Linked DNA regions of Zea mays: region 2 is linked to region 1. A link is a contact called in public Hi-C data. All regions are on one chromosome and are shown on one strand. The core of a region is the stretch at or near the end of the contact, and the rest is flanking DNA. Distances in the headings are between cores, read along the strand shown.

Evidence for each region. Hi-C and Micro-C count contacts between places; a contact is called where the count stands out from the background.
Region 2: a Hi-C map of leaf mesophyll shows a contact between it and region 1, with 2.3 times the contacts expected there. The contact joins the promoter of LOC100283445 here to the promoter of LOC100281083 in region 1. A contact is called at or near these places in 5 of 25 Hi-C or Micro-C datasets (ear, leaf, leaf mesophyll and 2 more).

Annotation. Positions count from the first base shown.
Region 1 is chr1:46,519,050-46,523,862 of Zm-B73-REFERENCE-NAM-5.0, reverse strand. LOC100281083 (40S ribosomal protein S28) reads left to right here and starts at 1,568. Exons shown (of 2, transcript NM_001154002.2): 1 at 1,568-1,664; 2 at 2,918-3,320. The coding sequence starts at 2,919. The coding sequence ends at 3,116.
Region 2 is chr1:46,684,809-46,689,529 of Zm-B73-REFERENCE-NAM-5.0, reverse strand. It overlaps LOC100283445 (transaminase/ transferase, transferring nitrogenous groups), which reads right to left and starts at 3,313. Exons shown (of 10, transcript NM_001156346.3): 1 at 3,110-3,313; 2 at 2,938-3,023. The coding sequence starts at 3,186.

The sequences.
Region 1 (4,813 bases), core at 319-2,818:
TTAAATGAGTTGACGATTCTCTAACTTAATGTAGATGACAACAATGACAGTTTTGTCTAGATGTGCTTCCGTGTATCCATCCTTTTCACCCTAGCATTTGGGTTTCTTTTTAGTTTTGTTTGTTTGTTTGTAATTGTTCCTTAGCATGAAGTGCATATTGTTACCAGAGATTATCTCCAACAGCTTGCGGATGTGGCCGTGGACGTGGAAAATAAGTAAGAAACGGTTGCTATGCATGCGTCCAATAGTTCACGTAAAATTCATGACCTCGACCCACATCACACATATTCATTAGCTCGTATCCGTTGCGGAAAAGCCCACTTCTCATGGTGCATAGTGAAACTACTCGCTTGATTTTCATGCGTGACCTAATATTTAATGGATCCACGCGATCTTGCTAGAAACAGACTTCTTTTTGTGCGATGTCGTGGACCCACAAATGACTAGTATCCGCAACCGCAACCGTCGTTCTAATGGAGACAACCTTAAAGCTATTCATCTCCATCTCAATTTTCTGTTTTTTTTTCACTTTTACTCTATGGAGACAAATCATGTGTATGTGTGCTTTTGTTTAATTATTTGCAATTGTTGATCACCCAATAGATGTCTAATGGGTGCAAATGTAAAGATACGCAATAAACATTATGAGTGTGGGTGTGGCTCGATGTGCCGAGCATTAAAATGAATGGATGTTTGCTCCACCCACACTATACCCACCTACTAGCCATTGGTATAATGATATCCCTAGTTCAGATTCTTAAAATCTAGGTGCCGTTTGGTTCACATATTTGTAACGTAATGAGTAATGGATAACGTTAAATCATGTTTGTTTTAGTCCAACTGTAATCAGATACCACACTAAAATTTGATACCAGCCTATTCAAATTTGTTACCGTCAGTAATCGAGCCGAAACCATTACCATTACCATTTGCGTTACATTTTTTGAACCAAACACCACCTAAGTGCTTGCAAACAGACCTTACTTGCCTAATGCGCCACCGACGGAGACAGTCGAGTCGCCATCTACAGGGAGCCAGGGACCAGACGGAGGTAGTACATACTGGCACCTCTCGTTGAAGATCCTTCTTGGGCGCTTTTTTCTTGTGAACATCTGATGCATTTTGTCAGTCGAATAACTTCATTCCTGGTTTGTCCAATCAGCACAAGGCTGATCACAATATATTTTTTTTTGTGTTTGAAACTGGCCATAGGAATCCTGATGTCGACAGATCAAAACACACAAATTTCTTCTGCCTGTTCAAACAAACATTTTTTTCTTGGAGGAATCGAACAAGCATTTCCGTCTATCTAATCACAGCGGCCATTTGTGTAGGGTTGTGCACTTGTGCTCGTCTGCTGTGCCGCTGCCGGCGCACGGCCCCCAGTCTTTCGTTTGCCGTAACAGGCCGTCATCTGCGCTCCACTGCTCGGCCCAGCCCACTCTTGTAGACCCACCCACCTCCACCATGCGGGTGGTCTAGCCCAACGCGCGGGTCCACGGCGGTCTCGACTCAACCGCTCTACCCTCGCCTACTATAAAATGAACCAACGCGGACCTAGGGTTTCCTTCCTCATCCAGTGTTCTGTCCTAGCGCCGCCGCCGCCCCAGCTCGCCTTGCGTGACTGAGAGCTCGTCGGCTTCCGTCCACGCGTGAAGCGAGAGGTGCGACTCTTCTGTCTCCATCCATCCCCCCTTAAACGTTTCCTGTTTGCATGGCTTGATTCATGTGTGAGCGTTCTGAATCCTCTGGTCTTAGGCGCTTGTTCTGGTTCCACATAGTATGCGATGCATGAGACTAGTAGCTCGATTTTTTAAATTTTTTCTGTTTGATGCTGTGTGACTATTCTCGTGTGTTGTTCTTCCTTTTTGATGTGATCCGTAGACACTATGTGGTACAACCTTGAAGAGTATCCTAGGTTTTAGATTCCTCCGTGAATGAAACTGATCTGTATGTTAGTCTATTTAAACATCATGAATAACTCATATTTGTTCTAGAATAATATGTATTTCAAGTGTTGTGGAACTAAACATCGATGTTTTGGGCATAGTATCACCGGATTACTTCGTTTGTTATGTTGGATGTTGTGCGACTGCTAAACTAGTGATCGTGTGGGTCGATTTTTGCTGTGATCCTACTTTGTGGTACAACCTAAGAGGGTCCTTGAGTGAACATTACAAGCATGCTGACCAACACTTATCCCTTAGCTCAGTGACTCGACAATATTGACTTGCTTTTGCTTGATAACCTAGTAAACGAAACATTATTGCGGAAACACTCAAGTTCATTCTTTTTACCTCTCCAATGCATGGTAATATTTATAATATGGATTCGTGCCAGCAAGGTGATAGTATTTACGCTGCCATTGTGCTAGATGATGCATTAGGGCATGTACAGTGGTGTTTAATGTGGGGGCTCTTAAGGTGTTTTAGGGGGTTATTTGCAAAATAATCTTAGAGCCGTCTCTCCGTGAAGAGACGCCTCTGGCTCGTAAACCAAGTAACAACAGACGCCTCACTTCCCACTGTACGAATTTGTCGTCTGTTCTATCGATCTGATGCTATACAAATACATTTAATTCTGTATTTATTAATAGACTACGTTTATAGACACTCCATTGTACAATAGAGTCTCTTAGTTGTCTCCTTTGCTTGGAGAACCGTTTTGGTGTCTCTCCACTGTACATGCCCTTAAGTTAACTTCTCTTCATACCACAAACACAATGTGCTGGATACCAGATAGTGCGTGTTGTGTTCATGGTTTTCTCATGTGCATGTAATCCTGTTAATTTGTTTGTCAGTTTCTGTTCACAAAGCTCCAGTAGCAACAAACCATGTGACAGTGCAGTTAAAATGAACTATGTGATCAAAGCATATGGTTCACCTTGATTACTGACAAATGCTTTCTATTAATGCAGCATGGACACCCAGGTGAAGCTTGCTGTTGTGGTGAAGGTGATGGGCAGGACCGGCTCCAGGGGTCAGGTGACCCAGGTCAGAGTGAAGTTTTTGGATGACCAGAACCGGCTCATCATGAGGAATGTCAAGGGGCCCGTTCGCGAGGGTGACATCCTCACCCTGCTCGAGTCCGAGAGGGAGGCCAGGAGGCTGCGCTGAAGCCCTAGCGTTCTTGGTGGGCTCTTGTATGGTCTTTGGTGTCTTGGAATTTGTGCTATGTTTGAACTTCTGTGACCCTGTTTTAAGAGTAGTAAGCCTGGTTATAAGATTGCAGTTTTGTTTATCTTGGTTGAAAGTGCAATTGGTGTTGAGACATGGTTATCCTTGCTATATTATCTATAAAACGACGCATGCATTGAATACTAGATTTAAGCCTTGTAAATTCTCTTGACATCTGTTGCTTTCGTATCGGCAAGGGCCGTTGGTGAGGCGCGGCCTGGCTCCCGGGCGACAGACGGCGAGGCGGCCATCTACTGGCGATGGGACGAGAAAGCGACAGAAGAAAGAAATGAAAAACAGAATGAACTGTTTTTTAGTTAGTAAATCATGTTCCAGGTTTGATGATTCTAAAACTGATGGATTACCTCTTAAAAAACAAATCATAATCTAGTTTTGATGGATCTAAAACTGGTGGGAGCTCAGTTTCAATTTTACCGAATATGAAGCTAGTGGACCTCTATCTATCTAGTGGCCCGAGTCCCACGGAACACAGAAAGAGGTCGGGTGCAATGCAACATGCATTTGTATATCAGGTAGTTGTACATTAGACAATGCGTTCGGCAATACCGTGCGCAACAGGAAATTTAATAGTGCAGCTACACCAACACCACCAGCAAATTGTCTGACACGTACTAGAACGACACATCACACCTTGGCAAAAAAAATTTGTGCCACTTGGCAGAGGTCTAGAATGAGCTATGCGACAGCTCTGGCACGAGCAGCACCGGCAGTGCGACACCGGCAGTCTCCGCCGAGGATAGATGCCGCCTCCGTTGGTCGCCAGCAGCCATCGCGCGGGAGTCGGCCGTCGCCGTCGAGTTGTCCTTGGCTGCAAAGAGAAACCAGGGGAGTGCTCAGATCTCAGTCGAGTGTTCTCCAACAATGTGCAGTTCTGTCCTGACCACTGTACCTGGAACTCTCCATACGAGTGTACGCGCCTTTGTTTGATAGCCGAGTGTCGACCGCCTGAACAGACAACGGATCAGACTCGCCATCCTCACCTGTAACTTCAAATAAACCAAATCATCCACTTCAAAAAAAAAAACTCTCTTTGAACGGTTCTTATCTGCCTGACTCTTCATCCGCTGTCGAGCACAGCAGAGCTGCTGGTGGATCACCTCTGTGTTCTGTTAGCCATCCGACGTTCAGTAAGCCAGTCCCTCCAACTCGGTTGGAACAGAAACCTTAGCATTTGTAACGCCCAAATGGCGACAGGAGTGACCATAAAGGACCTCAAAGCGTGACCTGCCAAAGGCTGAATGCAATGAGGCGCTATACCAATCGGCTAATAAAAGCCACTTGCTCCATTGCTTCGGACAGGACTGGCTGCACAGCGGAGAGATGATTCCAGGCTCTGATTGAGCCTCTCGGTTTGACCATCGGTTTGAGGATGGTAAGAGGATCTCATCAGTAGTTGTGTTGTCTGTCAGAGAGTTTGAATAAATTTTGCCACACTGAACTTGGGAAAATGCGGTCTCCATCAAAGATGATGGACCGAGGCAATCCATGGAGTTTATATACTTGGTCCATATAGACCTGAACAACCTGCATGGCTGCATAGCAGTGAAGGAATGTGCCAAAGCACTGAAATTGCGCATACTTTGTGAATTCATCCACAACAACCATGATGATAGAAT
Region 2 (4,721 bases), core at 2,064-4,563, 160 kb before region 1:
CTGTCCGACCAGCGCCATGCGTGGCCCCATCACCTGCGTCCCACCCGGCACGCTTCGTCGACCCCACTCACGTCTTCCGCCGGCTTGCTCTCGTACCGAGCAGCCGGTGTACCACCCGGTCGCCATCCATCGTGACCCCGACAATGTCCACACGATGGTGACACGATGCTCGGCTGGAGGTCTTCGCCCCGTTGACCGGCTGGTTCTGACAGCCGACGCTGCTCCAGCTGCCTCCCGGGCCCCCTCCTCCGTTCGCGCCGCTCTCACCGATCCTCACTGACGACGCACCATGAGGAGTGTGCGGCCCTGCTAGGTAACCACACTTGGGACCTAGTGCCGCGTCCACCAGGCACCAACATGGTCACCGACAAGTGGCTTTTTCGCCACAAGCTCACCTCGGATGGCTCGCTCGACAGCTACAAGGCTCGTTGGGTCCTTCGAGGTTTCACTCAACGCCCCGGAGTGGACTACGACAAGACCTTTAGACCTGTCGTCATGTTCGCCACCGTTCAGGTTGTCCTCTCCCTCGCCCTCTCTCGGGATTGGGCGATCCATCAACTCAACTCGATACCAAGAATGTCATCCTCCACTGCACTCTGACAGAGAGGTCTACTGCAGCCAGCCCACCAACTTCATCGACTCTACTCGTCTGGATCTGGTCTGCCGGTTAAACGGCTCCCTGTACGGCCTCAAGCAGGCGTCGCGGCCTGGTACAATCGCTTTTCCTCCTACTTGGCCTCCCTCGGCTTCGTCAAGGCCAAATCGAGCATGTCTCTGTTCATCCATCGGCATGGCGACGACATCGTCTACCTCCTACTCTACATCGACGATATCGTGCTCACAATGTCCCATGCTACTCTTTCAACGCACGATCGTCGCTCTTCAGCGCGAGTTCGCGATGAAGCACCTGGAGCTTCTCCACTACTTCCTCGAGATCACCGTCGTGCGGCAACCTCAGGGTTTCTTCCTCCACCAGCGCCAATCAGCTCTCGACATCGTGGAGCGGGCTGGCATGTCCAACTGCAAGCCCTGCTCTACAACCGTCAACACTCAAGCGAAGCTCTCCGAGGACGACATGCCCCCGGATGCCGACACGACGACCTACCGGAGCCTCACCAGCGCTCTCCAGTACCTGACATTCTCCCGATCCGACATCACCTATGTTGTCTAGCAGGTGTTCCTTCACATGCACACCCCACGGGAGCCCCACCTCACCGCTCTCAAGTGGATTATTCGCTACCTCCGTGGCTCCATCGATTAGGCCTTCTCCTTCGACCCTCACCGACGTCGGAGCTCGTGGTCTACACCGACGTTGACTGGGTTGGCAGCCCCAACACGCGTCGGTCCATTTTCGGTTACGCTGTGCTCCTGGGCGCCAACCTCATTTCCTGGGCCTCGAAGCGGCAGCCCGTCGTATCCCGATCCATCGTTGAGGCCGGGTACGGCGCTATGGTCAACAACGTGACTGAGGCCTACTGGCTCCACCATCTTCTTCAGGAGCTCCACGACCCTCTCGAGCACTCCACCCTCGTTGCGACAACGTAAGTGCGGTCTACCTCTTCACCAATCCCGTGTAACATCAGCGAAGCACGTGGAGGTCAACCTTCACTCCATCCGCAAGCATGTCGTCGCCGGAGATGTTCGCGTTCTCAACGTCCTAACCACGTCGCAGTTCGTTGACATCTTCACCAAAGGCTGTCGTTGAGTGTATTCACTGAGTTTCGATCCAGTCTCAACATCTGTACAGGATAGTGTTGAGACTGCATGGGGGTGTTAGACTCCTGTTTAGGGCTAGTTTGGGAACACCGTTTTCCCAAGGGATTACAATTTTTCCAAGGGAAATTAGTTCATTTTCACTTGGGAAATTTGAAATCCCTTGGAAAAACAGTGTTCCCAAACTAGCCCTTAGGGTTAGGCTAGGGCTCTCTTGTATTTACCTGTTTACCCCCAGTGTAATGGGCTTGGCCCGCCGCTCTCTATAATATACACCCAACCCTGGATCAGGGTTACGGTTTCACACTTTCCAACTGATGACACCCTTAGAAGCTACTATAGGGTATCACAACTACGGATGTCAACGGATATATACCCAACAGGTATTATCATTCCAACTCGTACCTATAAAAAATCTACCCATCGAGTTACCACATATTCGGTCACGGGTATAGAATCTTACCTATATCCGTAACTGGACAGGTAATTTTACACATCGGGTAACCCATACCCGCTGGAAAAATATCAAATTCTAATATGTCAATCTCTCAAAATTTCAAACAAACACACAAAAATAAATTCAACTTCAAGTATAAAAAACATAAGATTATTGATAGTTAAACAAATGATAGCCGGAGAAATATTTTCTTTTAGCTAAGATAGAACTTATTAGATAGTAATAGTGGTATGATGTGGGTATATTTTACCCATGAGTAAACGAGTATTGGTAGTATTTGTACCCTTCTACCCGTCAGGTAGAGATTCTTACCCATTAACATATCCATAGGTAAAGAAATCATCTCATACCCGCCTTCATATCGGGTAAAACCCATCAGGTGGTGTCGATTGCTATCTCTAATCACAATCAATAATACCACCACCACGGATTCTAAACTAGCATCTGAAGCATTAGATTGGACGTCTAAAATAAAAACTAAGAAACTAAGGGCCTATTTGGTTCGCTGCCTAACTTGCCATAGTCTGTCTAACTTTTCTATCTAGGGTTAGTTCTTCAATTTTACCGACTAACTTAGGCAAGTTGTGGAACAACCAAACGGGTCATAAGACTATCTCCAGCAGTTTATCCATACTCATACCCATATTCAAACTTCATTCTGCGAACAGTGCAGTCTATAATACAAAACAATGTTTTGGATAGACAAGAGTCTAGAGCTTAAACATAGAATTTCTTATTTCTACTAACGGGATGGAAACCGATAGTACATGTGTCGACGGCCGGCGGGCTACTGACGCAGCGGATGACGATGGAGACTCTCCCCGCGGGTCGGCGCTGGCTGGTCATCGATGCCCTGGAAGCGAGTCACAGTTAGACGTATCCATCGGAAAACACACAAAAATCGCATACTGCGACGGGTACAAGGGAGGAGTCAGCTACTTGAGACAGAACGGAGACGAAGAAACAAAGGAGGAGGATGCGGTGATTGCAGGGGCACCGGCAGGGGCTGCTGCCATCGCGACGGCTCTAGGGAAGCAGAGACGGAGGCGGCGGAGGATGGCTAGGGACGTAAGGTGTTGAGTGACTGAAGGAACTTCGCTGGCTGACGGAGGGAGTAGGGTGTAGGGAACGATGTGAGTTTTTACGCGGGCCGTGGGCTACCCTGATGTCTTTTGACTGACGGCAGTTCCTTCATCCGTGGACCTTATGGGCCACACTCCGAGTCGTCGTGTGAGCTTTTCACAAGCCCGGCAACCATGCAGTGGTTGCCCCGTGCAAGTATTGCCAATCATTATTATTCGTTTATTTTCATCTCTCACGACAATTGAAGTGGCGATATTTATTTTAAAAAAAAAGCGTGATTATATCCTTTTCTGATCTTGTAATTGTGATTTTACCCTCGTTTTCAACTTTGTGATTTTACTCATTTATTTTGAAAACGAAGCTATCGTTTGGTCCTCCCTCTTAACACCGTTAGTGAAAAATCAGAATTAGTGATTAAAAAAATAAGAGGTAAAATCATAATTGCATGGTGGGAGAAGGGTAAAATCTCAATTAACCCTAAAAATGTCGAAATTTTCAGGGTTAATTGTGATTGTACCCTTCTCTCACCTTTCAATTGTGAGTTTACCCCTCATTTTTATGTTTTAATCACTAATTATGATTTTCGCTAACGACGTTAAGGGAGAGAGTTAAACGGCAGCTTCACTTTCAGAACAAAGGGATTGTAGGATCTAGGACACCGGCTATAGTTGGATGAATAGACGGTTTTTCAACTAAAAACAAGGACACTAGAGAAATTTAATAAAAACAACAAGAAATATAATTTTCTAGCTTTGATAGACTAACAAAATATGATGAGCAATTTTTATCAATACTACAAATGATAGATCACTAACTACTTGCAAGTAATGAGTAAAGAGTGAGAGAATGACACCGAAATTTATCTCGTGGTATCGGTGATTTGCCGATCATCCCTAATCCACGTTGAGGTGGAATTCAAGCTCTCGCTTGCTCCTCTATCAAGACACGATTTGATCTTTCAGCCAAGTGGTCAAGAACTCGCTCAATACCTCGATTCCACTAGTGTTACCTTTGCCGCTCCGACAAGGTGGGCGCGAACCCCTCACAACCAACACTGTGACTTCTCCACAATCTGCGCGGAGAGCTCGACGGAGACAACATCCGAGCCGTCTAGGAGGCGGCAACCTCTAAGAGTAACAAGTCGATGATGCTTGCCCGGTGTACCACCTAGTGCCTCAAAAGATCACAATGGATGCAAATGCACTAGAACCTCTCAATCACTCACTAGAATGCAATCTCAAGCAACGAGTGTGAGAGTTTGAGTTAGGTGATCACAAATGAGCTCAATGTGTGCTAGAAATGGCCAATAGAGCCCTCACACACAAGCTCCCCTTCTATTTATAGCCCCCAACACAAACCTAGTCGTTATATGCAACTAGCACATGTTCTACGCACACGTGTACGGTCCGTCTTACCAGTAACGGCTATAAAGATCGTTTGAAACATGTTAGCGCTGTCGGAAAAAGTC